4 separate regions of the Mus musculus genome follow, and regions 1, 2 and 3 are each linked to region 4. A link is a contact called in public Micro-C data. All regions are on one chromosome and are shown on one strand. The core of a region is the stretch at or near the end of the contact, and the rest is flanking DNA. Distances in the headings are between cores, read along the strand shown.

What was found. A called contact is a pair of places that touch in the nucleus more often than the background predicts.
Region 1: a contact with region 4 is called in a Micro-C map of embryonic stem cells, with 28 times the contacts expected there. The contact joins the promoter of Irx1 here to the promoter of Nr2f1 in region 4. A contact is called at or near these places in 1 of 39 promoter capture datasets (embryonic stem cells) and 3 of 484 Hi-C or Micro-C datasets (all in embryonic stem cells).
Region 2: a contact with region 4 is called in a Micro-C map of embryonic stem cells, with 18 times the contacts expected there. The contact joins the promoter of C130071C03Rik here to the promoter of Nr2f1 in region 4. A contact is called at or near these places in 1 of 39 promoter capture datasets (embryonic stem cells) and 4 of 484 Hi-C or Micro-C datasets (brain, cerebellum and embryonic stem cells).
Region 3: a contact with region 4 is called in a Micro-C map of embryonic stem cells, with 18 times the contacts expected there. The contact joins the promoter of Irx2 here to the promoter of Nr2f1 in region 4. A contact is called at or near these places in 2 of 39 promoter capture datasets (both in embryonic stem cells) and 7 of 484 Hi-C or Micro-C datasets (embryonic stem cells and epiblasts).

What each region holds. Positions count from the first base shown.
Region 1 is chr13:71,962,109-71,965,226 of GRCm38.p6, reverse strand. It overlaps Irx1 (Iroquois homeobox 1), which reads left to right and starts at 1,504. Exons shown (of 4, transcript NM_010573.2): 1 at 1,504-2,014. The coding sequence starts at 1,739.
Region 2 is chr13:83,719,617-83,723,114 of GRCm38.p6, reverse strand. It overlaps C130071C03Rik (RIKEN cDNA C130071C03 gene), which reads right to left and starts at 1,734. Exons shown (of 4, transcript NR_152245.1): 1 at 1,460-1,734. It overlaps Gm52046 (a long non-coding RNA gene), which reads left to right and starts at 1,460. Exons shown (of 2, transcript XR_003950632.1): 1 at 1,460-3,498.
Region 3 is chr13:72,627,476-72,631,031 of GRCm38.p6, reverse strand. Irx2 (Iroquois homeobox 2) reads right to left here and starts at 2,212. Exons shown (of 5, transcript NM_010574.4): 1 at 1,719-2,212; 2 at 56-461. The coding sequence starts at 1,970. It overlaps Gm20554 (predicted gene, 20554), which reads left to right and starts at 2,468. Exons shown (of 1, transcript NR_030701.1): 1 at 2,468-3,556.
Region 4 is chr13:78,196,880-78,200,210 of GRCm38.p6, reverse strand. It overlaps Nr2f1 (nuclear receptor subfamily 2, group F, member 1), which reads left to right and starts at 1,338. Exons shown (of 3, transcript NM_010151.3): 1 at 1,338-2,091. The coding sequence starts at 1,638. A830082K12Rik (RIKEN cDNA A830082K12 gene) reads right to left here and starts at 2,194. Exons shown (of 3, transcript NR_045195.1): 1 at 1,989-2,194.

The DNA of each region.
Region 1 (3,118 bases), core at 255-2,754, 6.2 Mb after region 4:
GTAACTACTTTTAAGAGCTGTATTGTGCCTAATTACAGGCAAGGTTTAGTATCTGATTTCAAGACCTATAAGTGAGGACTTCCTGATGTTGCAGGAGACACCAGGCAAGCAAGTGTGCCTTAGCTGGTGTCCAGGGTCCCAATGGCCCTGGACAGCAGCATTCCAGTATGCATGTTGGGGCTCTCTGTCAAACCTGTCACTGTACCCCTTAATTCTCTGAGTCTGAAATTAGACCCTGAAGGTGAAGCTCCACCAGCACCGTGTGATGTGACACACTCAAGCCTCTGCCACATTATAGACAGCAGCAAGAAACGAGGCACTAGGAGTCTCTGGACATTTTGGTTCTGCACTTCCAATACCAATCTAGGGCACCATGAGCAGAAGCATCTTTCTCTGGTCAGCCGCACTGATTGAGAGAGGAGAGAGGAATGAGCATTTCAAGTCTGCCCTGAGAACAGAGCAGCCAGGCCCCTGGCTTTCAAATTGCCTGGTTCTTATTTTCCCAGCGTTTGAGATAGGAATTGGGCGGGGATGGGGGGGGGGGGTGTCGTGGGAGACTCAAAGACAGGGGACTGGCGGCTGTCCTGTCCTGTTGGACTGGCTAGTCGCAGCGCCACCTCAGGTACCTGAGCTCCACTCGTGTTGACTCTCCGCGTCTGCACACCTAGTGGACAAACGCAGGAGCCCAGGCCTTTCAGGCTTCTCCCAAACTGGAAGAGGGTGGTAGATGACTGTGGGCAAGATTTGCCAGTTCTTTTACCTTGCGAAGGTCCTTCCCCTCCTACAATTCTTTCCCCCACCCTCTAGGAGCTCTCCTCCGCTAGGCAGCGACCTCTCAGCTGGCTTGCCCATTTTAAAAGTTTTTATATTTGGAGAAGCTGACAGAGCGCGGCCGGCCACAACCCGATTCTCCAAGTGCAAGGGGGGGGGGGCAGCAATTTCCAGAGTATCTGTTGATACCAAGTGGGGCCAGAGAGACGACGCACCCTGTATCCGAGGTGTCAAGCCACGCGTAGATTTATCTGAACACTTCAGCCAAATATGTCCCATGGAGGTGCTGCAGAGCCAGCCACAGAGGAAAGGCTGTTCGCTATAGACTGTCCCCTGGCCCCAGGCCTCTTTCCCTGCCACCCCAGCTGTAGAAACGCAATCCCCGAGTTGCTTTTGTTAAAAGGGGATGGGGGAACAGATCTCCGTTGCAAAACCGGGTGTCAGACAGCTGTAAACCGGTGTCGACAGGTTGTCAAAAGCCGCGGGGGCTGGTTGGGAAGGAGCCTGCGGCCTCCGGACCCACACCAGCAGACGGGCCGTGCGCGCCCACCGGAGGAGGAGGTGGCCCGGCGGGCGCGGGGCACCACGTGCTCGCCGTGAGGGGCGGGAGCGGCCAGCGAGGGCGGGCTGGAGGCAGGGAGGGGGCGGGAGGGGAGCCAGGGGCGGGGCCTGTGCTCAAGGGGATGCCAATCAAAGCATCAACTTCAAATTGTGTCTGAGAGCCCCGCCGCCGAGCGGAGGGCGGCCGCCGCAGTCGGCGCGCGATCTCGGATACGGGCGCAGCCGGGAGCCGGGCGCCGCCAGCGAGCACTGGGCCGAGGAACAGCGAGCGGCCCCCGCCCCCGGGCCGGCCGGAGCGCGCCCGGCCCGCGGCCCGCAGCCCCCGAGTCGCGCCTCCTCGGATCGCCAGCCGGTCTTCTTGCCCGCGCAGTTAGTGTTGCCCTCCGCCACCACCGAGCCCGCGGACATGTCCTTCCCGCAGCTGGGCTACCCGCAATACCTAAGCGCCGCGGGCCCGGGCGCCTATGGTGGAGAGCGCCCTGGGGTGCTGGCTGCGGCCGCGGCTGCTGCGGCCGCCGCCTCGTCGGGCCGTCCCGGGACTGCGGAGCTGGGAGCGGGCGCGGGAGCGGCCGCGGTCACCTCGGTGCTAGGCATGTATGCCGCGGCGGGACCGTACGCGGGCGCACCCAACTACAGCGCCTTCTTGCCCTATGCCGCGGACCTCAGCCTCTTCTCGCAGATGGTGAGTGCTCCCGCCTCCCGCGCGTCCTCCTGGCCCGCACCCACGGGAGATCACCGCGCCTGGGGACATCGGGAGCGGCTGGCCCAACAGAGAAACAGAGGATCCGCAGGCAGTGTCTGGGAAAGGAACGAGAAGGGTCCTGCAGAGGGAATCCGGTGGCGGAGACCTCTTTCCCTGGGGACTCGGGAGTGCCCAGAGGCCCAGGCAGTGACCACTGTGGTCTTGGGAGGTTGGAGACCGGAGTCGAAAAGCGGGTTGCGCGCTAGTGGAGAGAAGCCTCCAGAGAAGGCCTGAGACCGCGGCAGGCTCTGGAGGTCCCGGGCAAAACCGCCAGGCTCCTCCAGTGCGACAGGGCAGGCCCGCCGGGCCCCCTCAGCCAGGGCCGCTTTACTAACACTGCCCTAACCTGGCGGCCGGCCTCGCCTGAGCGCCGCAAGAGCTTTCCCTTGGGCCCAGAAGACCTTCCTTCTCCCTCTTTGGCAGAGCAGAGATAGTTGCCCTAGACTTTGCCAAAAGGAACCGGTTAAACCTAGCGGAGTCGATCAAAAACATCCCAACAAACAATAGACATCAGCAGAGCAGAGAGGTCTCTTAATGGAGTGTGTAGGGACCATAGGAATCGGGGCTAAGAAATACTAAGTTGACATAAATTCTGGCTTCCGAAACGGTGTTTGCCTTTACTTTCGTAAGTTGCCAAACTTTTCATTTGAGCCGAAAGAAAAGCACTTTTCTTCCCGTGTTACATAAGGGAGAGTTAAAGGAACAGTGTCCCAGAGCTTAAAATAAATGGTGCTCTCCGATCTCCTGTCCCAGTGGGTGTCAGATGGGGGTGTGTGTTTAAATTTAATTCTCCACAGGAGTATTGGCCTGTCTGTCCTTCCGAATGATCACTTTTCCTTGGTTTAACGGAAAGGTCGGGCTGCTTAAACTTGAGGCCGCTAGCAAATTGCGAGGCGGGCACTGGTTTTTGGAAGGCAGCCCCCTGCTGCCCTGCTATCTTCTGGATAGAGCAATTTCCAAGAACCCTGAATTATCCAGTCTCTGGCAAAACAGACCAGACCAGACTCCTTTAAAAGGTTGGCCTCCAACTGTGCAGAAGCAAAG
Region 2 (3,498 bases), core at 485-2,984, 5.5 Mb before region 4:
CTCCAGAGAAGGCACAGTTATTCCATTCCCTGCTTGTTGAGTAACATGAAGAAACGGATGCAAGGGTGGCAGTATTGATCAGAAAACATTACTCTGTGAGAAGGAGACTGGTACATTTGAAGTCTGCTTAAATCCATAGTTGGTTGTCTAGGGAGGGAGCCTTTATGTGTATGAGTTGGCAGTCTGAGGGAATGAAGCTCTGAGGAAGAGCTTCCTAAGTCAGCTCCCATGGAGAGGTTCTCCCAGAACACCTGTGTGCATCTACGCGGAGGTGTGTGTGTGTGTGTTGTGTTGTGTGTGTGTAAAACATTTGATCAAAAAATACATTCATAAAATTCTGCCTTGTTATCTATTGGAACCAGGTATCAAGGTCATTAACTGCCCAGGACTCAGCATCCTTGGTTTTGATGGCTTCTTTCATCTCTCTGGCTCTTTACTGTACTTCTTTTCAGTAGGGCGAGGCTGAATTTTCTCCTCCTCCCTTCTTGATTCTGGCAAACAAAACCATTCTACCACTTGAGCCATCTGCCGCAGGTGTAATGGATGGCAGGGGGCCCCCCCCGACCTAACTACACCCCAGTCTCTTCCAGGTCCTCACCTCTTGGCACCAAACAAATGAGTCCTGTTCTGCCGCTAGGGTGCCAAGGTGAATGGTGGGTGCTGGCTCCAGCCTTTGGCAACACTCAGTGCTTAGAAACTAGAACCAGCTGACAACACACGCAACAGACAGGCACCCCCCCACCCCAATCTGCACACAAATGGAAGATGCATACATAACACTTAAAAGCCTTTTTGATTCCCTCTTAATTCTTGGTAACTTCGAGCTGTCTTACTCATTACATATAGACGTCCCCCCCCCCCCCGAGTGTGTTTGCGTGTAGGGGGCACGCACGAATGTGCGTGTATATTTAAATAACGCTTATTGGTAGGTCAGCAGCAGCTGATCAGTCATGGTGATCCAATAATCTTTTTGACTACATACGAATTTTCGTTAAAGTCATTCTTTATAAAAGGAAAATAACAATATCCTGTACAATCTAGGGATCCTAGGTTAGAATCGAGGGGATAGTAGAACCAAAGAGCGCCCACCTTGCCAAACTTTCCCTTTTAAAGGTCTGAGAGAAGAATACTTTCTCACTTCCTGATACCAAAGCGTCACTTGAACGAGGGTATGTAAGGAGCGGAGGTGCAGGTCCGCATAGGGAGAGGGCTCTAGAAGTCACAGCCGTCTCGGATGACCTTAGCAGGTTGGGAAGCAGCCCTAGGCGGGAGCCTGAGCCACAAGCTAGCTACAAGGCGCACTGGCACCCATTTATTCTGGAACCCTTACGCTGTAGCCCTTCCCCGACCTTCACTCCATCCCAGTTTTAACCGCTGTTTGATTACCACCAGACTCTCAGATTTGGGCGGGGTCTGGACCCTTCCAAGTGAGAGCTCTTCGGGCCCCCAGAGTACTCACCTTTGGCGAGACCTTGGCAAATCACAGCCCAGAAGCATCAAGTTTCCACTCCCAGATGTACCAGAGTCCCTCCTGTCTTCCATTCACAGCAAGGCCTCTCTCTCCTCTCTCTCTCTCTCTCTCTCTCTCTCTCTCTCTCTCTCTCCCTCTCTCTCTACTTTCGGAAGCAAAACAGCTTGGTTATTCAGAGGAGGAAAGAGACACGAAAGAGTGGGGGAGGGTGAAAGAGAGAGGAAAAGAAGGGAGAGGGGGAGAATGGAGGTTGAAGAGGAGAAGAACCAGAAGATAGTGCGGGCGTTGGTAGAAGAGGAGGAGGAAGAGGTGGAGGGATGGGAGGGGTAGGGTGGAGTAACAGAAGATGGGGTGGGATGTGACCGCCAGGAATAAATTGCTCCCCACCCAGCTGCAGTGCGACGCCCCCAGCGTCTCTGGGGAGCTGGTGCGTCAGCTCCGGACTGGCCTAGGCGGGGCGGTACAAAAGCTAGCACCGCAGGACCCCCTGCGAGGGCTTCCACCCAGTTCAGCCAGCCCACGAGGCCGCTTCCCCAGGCAGCCTCCTTGCTCGGGCGAGGTGACTCTCCACGGCCTTCAAACCCTCCGGAACTTTTACTTCAGCCGGGGAGCCTAGCCATCCTGTTTGGTTTCAGAAAAGTGCGGAAGCCCGCAGGGCATCCTCACCCTCACTGGCGGCTTAACGCCGTGGCCTGAGCGGCTGCGGTCGGTTGAGTCCTGTTCCACCTCCAGCCCCGCTTTCCCAATGCCCGGGTTAAGCGGAGCCCCGACTCTCCGCTTGCCTCTGGGCATCTCTGCCTCTTCTATGCCCTTTCCTCTTCTTTCTTTCTTTCTTTCTTTCTTTCTTTCTTTCTTTCTTTCTTTCTTTCTTTCTTTCTTTCTTTCTTTCTTTCTTCCTTCCTTCCTTCCTTCCTTCCTTCCTTCCTTCCTTTCTCTCTCTCTCTCTCTCTCTCTCTCTCTCTCTCTCTCCCCCCTCCCCCTCTCTATATGTGTGTGTATTGGTGTGTACGTTTGTGTTTGTGCTCACGCGTGAACGCATGTGTGTATATAAGCGCGCAGTGCACGTTCTGAGCAAGAAAGAAGGTAAAATCTGGCACAAAAGTAGTTTTGGTCTCCTGCATCTTGAAGACAGGAGCAAGTTAAACGTATTTGACATTACATTTCGAAGTTTAAAAAAAAAAAACGAGGCTGGAGCACGACGGATCATTTAAACTGAGGTTTTACACTGCAAGGATCATTTATTATTGTTAAGTAAGATGAAAATAAGCTGAAAATGAAAAGCAATCAGTAGGGCAGAAAACAAGATATTTTGCCAACCGTCCGAAGTTGGGAGCGGTTGGAAAGGTTTTCCTGAGTAGGAACATCCAGGGTGGATAAAGGTGGAAGCCACAGATTCACACAAAACCGCTTCAGTACGTGATGGGATTAGAAATGGGACCGTGCTTTCCGACACAGACAACCCTTTAGTTCTCTGTTAACCGCATTAAACCAGCCCCATACAATGATTTCATGGACGCCTTTAATGCACAGACACGGGGGAGTCACGGAGGGTGCACGCGGTCGGTTTGAAAAATTCATAAAGAGAAAAAGTTTTAAAACATCGATATCTAAACACTCGAGTGCGTTTTTTCTCAGACAATCATACCTAAACACAGTGAGCCCCCCCCCATCTTCATTTCCTTGCTGATCTCTAGATGCGACCTTGTACAGTAGGCCGCTAGGTTCCACATAATTCTACTTACATTCATCTGAATGGCGCGTCATAAAATGTCAGAGGGGGGAGGAAACCCTTGAGGGGCGTGGAGAAGAAGCCTTTTATTAGCAATTATATCTTCCAAAGCTGTTTAATTTCAATAATAGCAATGGTGTCGCGGTAACCATCTCCTTTCTGCCATTACAGTGAGACTACCAAATGGATCGCAGCACTATGGGTGTGTATACTTAGTTGAGAGGCTACGATTGCTGGACTTTATGCACGTATCATAGGGCAGGAAGAATTTCCCAGGCATTATTTTGTTTAGCACCTG
Region 3 (3,556 bases), core at 963-3,462, 5.6 Mb after region 4:
GCCCGCCTGGGAAGAAAGCTCCCTGAGCCTTCGCACTGACCGCTGCCCCGCTCACCTTCGTCCTCCGCAGAGGTCTCTGTGCCATCCTGTGCCTTGTCTGAACTCTCCTCCTTGCTTCTGGAAGCATCTCCCTCGTCCTCGTCCTCATCCTCGCTTTTGTTCCTTGGGGCCCAGGTCATTTTGTTCTCCTTCTTGAGACGTCGGCGCGCGTTGGCGAACCAGGTGGAGACCTGCGTGAGGGTCATCTTGGTGATAATGGCCAGCATGATCTTCTCTCCCTTGGTGGGGTACGGGTTCTTTCGGTGTTCGTTGAGCCAGGCTTTCAGTGTGGCAGTGGCGTCCCGCGTAGCGTTCTTACGGTACGCGGGGTCGTTGAGCTGGTATGGATAGGCCGCACTGCCATATGGATGGTAGCTGATGGCGCCAGTCATTCCGGTGGTGTGCGTGTCGTATGGCGAGCCCTGGAACCCACAACAGCCTGTGAGTGGAAGGTGCATGGGCCCCTCAGGCGTCACCCCCAAGGCGACCCTCCGTCAGCCCCTTGCTGCCTTTCCTGCTAGGCTTCTCTGGGTTGGAAATCTTTCTTTAGCCAGAGAACCAGAAAAATACAAGGCTAGCTGTTGGAAAACAAAACTATTGCCATTTGATTCTAGGATTTTGTTTTAACACTTTACTTTTTCTAAAACGACATAGTTTCCCGAGTAGCGCGAACAGTGTCTGCAAACATATCTGGATAGTCCCGCACTACAGCAAGTAGTTTCTTTATATCTAAATTTCATCATAGGCTTCCCGCTCTGCTCCCTCCTTCCCTTCCCTCCCTTATGTAGCTTAAAAAATACTTCGGAACCCCACTCCGCTATTCACCCTCTAAAGCAGAGTAAATCCAATTTGCAACTCAGAAGCCAGTCAGCGTTTCCAATTCTTCAACTACGTAGTAATTAGCATTTTAATTCATCCTTTAACGTTTAACTAGGAGAGGTTTGTAACCTTTTCCCAAGGCCTGGTTCCTACCCAGGGAATTCCACCTAGAGCAAACCCCCTCCGCCCATACACAATGTCTTCACACACCCCAAAACTGCCAAGACCCGCTCTGGCGGGGCCTGTTTTCAGAACTCAGAGATGCTCAGACAGATCCCGGATCTACGGAGCTGGAACCCATAGGCCTACTACGAACTCTGGCAGCACTTAGCGGGTCCCAAACCCGTTAACACATTATTTTTTTTTCCCTGAAAGCCGGGTCAGCGAGACAGAAAACGGCCAACACTAAAGAGCTTCGGCCTGGGTCTAGGGCGAGAGCCACAGGCTCAGCCTATCCCCACCCCACCCCCCCCCCACCCGCATCCCCACCCCCCCACCCCGTGACCCCGCCGCCACCAGTCTGGCCAAGAAACCCAAAGCTTGCGGCATTGGCCCTAGAGGCCTGGGCAGCCGGGGCCCTCAGCTTGGAACCACGCGGAGAGCAGTGGACAGATTTCGCAGCCCCAGCAATCGGCACGCGCGGATTAGAGATTACTCTTGGCCCAGGCACGGGTGGAGTAGCACTTCGCACGAGCTCAAGGGAAATCAGCCTACGAGCTCTGCAGGTCAGTCCCGTCCCTTGTTTAGTGCGGCAACGGGTGCTGGTGACTTTGGAGCTGCCACCCGCAACGCGTCCCCAGCGCTCAGCTCAACTCACTCCCTGGTCCGGGTCTCCCCAGCCCCCACCCCAAAGCAGTTACCACGTAGGACGGGAAGCCGGCAGCCGCGGCGGCGGCGGCGTCCGCCGAGTACTGCAGCGGGCTGCCGAAGCCGGTTGCCGCCTGCGCTGTGAAGGCCGCCGAGCCGGGGTACGGGCTGAACGCGGAGCCCGACGCCGAACGCGCCAGCTCCTCGCTGCGCGGCGCCGCCAGCGCGGACGCGCCGTACGCGGGGCACGAGTAGAGCGCCAGCGAGCCGGGCGCTTGGTACAGGTAGCCCTGCGGGTAGGACATGGTGGGCGCGGGGCGCGGGGCCCGCGTCACACGGAGCAGCGGGCAGCGCGCGCGGCGCCCTCCATCCACGCCCGGCCGGGGCGCACCGAGGCCGCGGGCCGGAGCAGGCTGGGCTGGTGGGCGCTAGGCTGGGCGCGGGGCTGGAGGATCGGCGGGGCGGCGGTAGCGGCAGCGCGGAGCCGGTGGGCGCAGCCGCGCGCCAGGCCGGCGGTCGGGATTTGGGGGAGTCTGCAGTCAGGAGTGAGGAGTTGAGGAAGGAGCGCTCGAGTTTCCGAGGGACATTGGAACGCCGAGCTGTCCGTCACACTCTCATCTGCATATTCTGGTGCCCGCCCCTCCCCTGCTCCGCCCGCCGCCGAGGCCCCGCTGAGGCCGGGGGAGGGGCAGAGAGCGGAGGGGTGGGAAGTGGAGGGGAAGGCGGAGGAGTGGCAGCCAGAGGCTGGAGGGAGGGACGTGCAGGCTTTTGTCGCGCAGCGGCCTCTCTCCACTCCCGCCCCGGCCCGCAGCCTGCAGCGGTGAAGCCCAGCCTGGCCAAACTGGGCGTAGCGCTCACCCCCTCCCACTGGCACATCCTCTCAGCCACGTCCGCGCACCCCGCCGCCGACTCCCGCCTTGGCCCAGCCACCTTTCTCCTTCCCGGGGCCCCATCCGGGCACTGCCGGCGCTCTTGCTCGCCTAGCACTGGTCAGCAAAGGCCTCCTGCAGTCGGGCCAGGTCCGATCCACCTGGAGAACATACGGATCGGGCACCCCTCATCACCCTGAAGATAGCAGCCCAGGTCGCATGCGGTGTCCAGGGCAGACACCGCAGGGAGATGGAGGGCAGTGTGGAGACACCTGCAGAGTTGCCTGGGCATCCCACTTCTACAGTCCTCTGTCCGCCTGTACTCCAGGCTGAGGCTGCCCGTGTGGCTTCCCGTCCGGTCTCCTGCTCCTGGTGCCTGGGCTGCCAAGCATCTACCCGGAATCTGAGCGTTTCGGTTTGAAGCTGTGGGAGGCCCCGTGGTGAGGCTTCTGTCCAAGTCCACAGAGAAGATTTCAGGCCGTGTTAGGAACATCATGTCCGTTAACGTCTGGAACACGCCAGTGAGTGACTCGCTTCAACAAACGCCACTCTGGTCCAAAAAGAGTTTTTGTTTTCTTTTGTTAAGTTGAATGCCTGTTCGAAATTGGGGGAGAGGTTCCTGTCAGGAGAGCTGACTTGACTTTGCTAGAGTATCCACTGCCACTTCCCGAAAGGACATGGGCCAGCTTGTGAAGTGTCGCAGTCGTGAGGTGGTTCAGGTAACCTGAGGTCCAGGAGTTGACTCGCGGGTCCCTTGAGCCCTTAGGTCCCAGCCCCTAAACTTTCTCGACCATACCTGCTCCCTTTCCCCAAGTGAGGGGAGTCGATGGCCAGGATGGGCACTAGTACGCTGGATGTAAAGGAGCGTCAATGGGGGGCGCTTGGGATTCGTAGGGGTCAGGTGTGAGCTGGCCCGGGAGGGGGCGCCCGCCCAACAGGTGTCTCCTTGAAGCTTGCTAGGTAGAGCACGAGGACTCTGAAACCTGGCGCGCGGGCCTGAGCTTCCATTTTATTCTCGGTGG
Region 4 (3,331 bases), core at 89-2,588:
TGCCCTATCTCTCCCCCTTTCTTTTCCTTACATATTCTACTAGTTGTCGCCCTTCCTCTTTCTCTCCCTCCTTTTCTCTTTCACTCCTTTCCTCTAGAAGAGAGAAGACTAAACTTGAAAAAAAAAGGAGGAGGAGGCACCCCTCAGTATTCTTCTTATCGTTATTATATATATATATGTATGTATATATATATATATATATATGATTTTTTTTGGAGGGAGGGTGTTGGTTCCCAGCTGAAGAGCACTTATTTAAAATACTAAAAAAAGAACATTTTTGGGCGATCTCCAGGGTTTTTTAACTAGCTCTGTGTGTTATAGCAGAAGAAGCAGAAGAAGCAAGAAAGAGGAAAAGAAGAGGATTATTTATTCGACCTACTTTGGATGTCTCTCTCGCTTTCTCTTTTTCCTTATTTTCTCAAGCATTTTCTTCTGATTTTTATTTTTTTCCTATTTCGCTGTGAATTCGTCGCTGGCGTGAATTATCTCGTATTTTTCTCCCCCTTCCGTCACCTCCCGAAAGAAGAAGGCAGAGAGAACCCGGCGCCACCCGCACAACAAAAAGAGCAAAGTGTGTGATCTTCCTCGCCGGCTGCCTCCCGCTCTCCAGCGCTGCCTTCCTGAATGGCTGGCTGCGTCCGGCCCTGGACCTGGCCCCCAGACACCCGAGCGCCCTGATCCTCGCCGGCAGCTTCGTCCCGATCCTGCTCGACTCTCCCAGCTCCCCGCACTCTTGAAACCGGGCGAGGGCTCCCGCCAGGACAGCGGCGGCGGCACGGGCAGCACCGGCCTCGGCTCGCTCTCGGGCTGCGGCCCCGACTCCGGCTCGGACTCCCGCCCGGGCCCGGGCTCCTCCAGCGGAGCACGCAGCGGCGGCCAGCTCCTCCAGCAGCGTCTGCAGCCGCGACCTCCTCCTCCGCGGCCGCCGCCGCCCTCGCCGCTTCCTCTATGTCGGCTCAGCCCGCGCTCTGCGCGTAGCCCCAGCGGCCAGCGGCCAGCGGGCGGGCGGGCGGGCGGGCGGGCGCCCGGCGCGGGTGAGCGAGTGTGTGTGCGAGTGTGTGTGTGCGCGGGGGTGCGGGCGAGGCGGAGGGCGAGAGTGTGCGCGCGCCGTGGCCCATGCCCGCCGCCCCCGGCGCTGCGCCCCGCGCCGCTCCCGGCTGCCGCCTGTGCCATTTCTGATTTTGCAAGTTGGGGAAGAAGAAAAAAGCGAGAGAAGGGAGCTCGCTCGCTGGGGGGTGGGGAGGGGGGAGAGAGAGAGAGGCCCCCCCAGGAACGGAGTGCGGGGGGAGCGGGCGAGGGGAGCAGGGGTGTTGGGGGGGGGGAGCCTGAGAGCCTGGGGGGGCTGCAAAAAGAGAGAAAGAAAACAGCAGGAACCACAACAAAACGCCAGCAGGGCGGGCGGGCGCGCAGCAGCAGCGGGGCGGCTGAGGCAGTAACGGCGGCGGCGGCGGCGGCGGCGCAGGCAGAGGCCGGTGCCCGGCTCGGGCTCGGCTCCGGCGACCCCGGGGCGCCCGGTGGGCCCCCCGCCCCCTCCCCCTCCCCCCTTCCCCTTCCCCTTCCCCTCCCAGCGCGCCCGCGCGCCCCGCGGCCCTCGGCGAGCAGCTCGGCTCCCCCCAGCGCTCCCTGGGCCCAAAGATATGGCAATGGTAGTTAGCAGCTGGCGAGATCCGCAGGACGACGTGGCCGGGGGCAACCCCGGCGGCCCCAACCCCGCAGCGCAGGCAGCCCGCGGCGGCGGCGGCGGCGAGCAGCAGCAGGCGGGCTCCGGCGCGCCGCACACGCCGCAGACCCCGGGCCAGCCCGGAGCGCCCGCCACCCCCGGCACGGCAGGGGACAAGGGCCAGGGCCCGCCCGGTTCAGGCCAGAGCCAGCAGCACATCGAGTGCGTGGTGTGCGGGGACAAGTCGAGCGGCAAGCACTACGGCCAATTCACCTGCGAGGGCTGCAAAAGTTTCTTCAAGAGGAGCGTCCGCAGGAACTTAACTTACACATGCCGTGCCAACAGGAACTGTCCCATCGACCAGCACCACCGCAACCAGTGCCAATACTGCCGCCTCAAGAAGTGCCTCAAAGTGGGCATGAGGCGGGAAGGTGAATATTTCTTCTCTGCTTCTCTCCCTGCGCTTCGCCCGCCTCCCTGCTCTTTCTTTCTCTCTCGCCTTGGTGCCTGTGGCTGTGGGGATGGGGCTTCTGTGGTCCCAGCCGGTCCGGGCTTCCCAGTCTTCGCTGCTTTCCTCCCCCAGCGTCCCCCCCCCCCCAGCTCGCTGCCGCTGCCTCCCCCTCCCGCCCTGCGCTCCTCTCCCCGGCTCCTCCACCCCGCCCGCTGCCTGCTCAAGATTGTGTCCCTGGGATCGTGAGCTGTAGCTTAAAAATCCCTCCCTTCCTCTGTTGGATGTGCTCCGTGTGTGTCTCGTTCCCGCTTGTGTGTGAGGATGCTTGGGGCTGTGCTAGCATGAACTTGGGAGGGGTGATGATTTTCTGCAGAAAACCGTTTCTCTCCGTGTGTGTTTTTGTTTTTTGGTTTTTTTTGTTTTTCCCATTCTACTTTCTCCTCTGCCTCATCGTACCTTTTATTTATAATGGGAGAGGACTGGGGCTGGAGGACCCTGAACCATAGATTCATTGCTGCCACCATCCTTTAGGAAGCTTAGCTTGGAAAAAGAGGAGTGAGATTTATTGCACTTGTAGGTCTAATTAGGGGGGAAGGGGGGCTTCTGGCCTGTTCACTGGCTCCCTCTCCTCTTCAGGGATCTGGGGCCGCCTCCTCCCGAGCTGTGGCCTTGTTTTCACCCCTATACTTTGAAAGGAAAGTTTGTGACTGAACCCTGCTTTCATAGTAGTGTCATTTTTAAAGCTTGATACTCGTTTTATTTCTTCATCAAACTCCACCCTCTGCTTAAATACTGCATACAAATTACAATTTACAACGGCATTTACCGATCCTTCTGATCTGGCTATAATGCACAGACTGCAGCTGGCTTGAGCTTCTGCATCATTTAATCGATGTGTGAGATTTTTTTTTTATTAAGCACAACTTTTGATGTTTAATTTGGATATGCTTCATATTCATGTGGCATGAGATGGAACACTTTTCTTACAAATATATTTAGCGGTTTATAGTTAAAGTTTATCTCCTGGCAATCATTAAACATATCTTATAGTCAAATTAGTGAACCAGTCAATTTCGAAGAACATAGATTACTTCTTCTTGTAATTGACTTCAAAATTATATTTTATATGCCACAAGAAAAGAAATTGAATTCCTTCAGATCTCAAGGAGAAGGCAAATATGACGACTCCATTGCTAGCTCCAGGGAGATTGTTTAGGCAT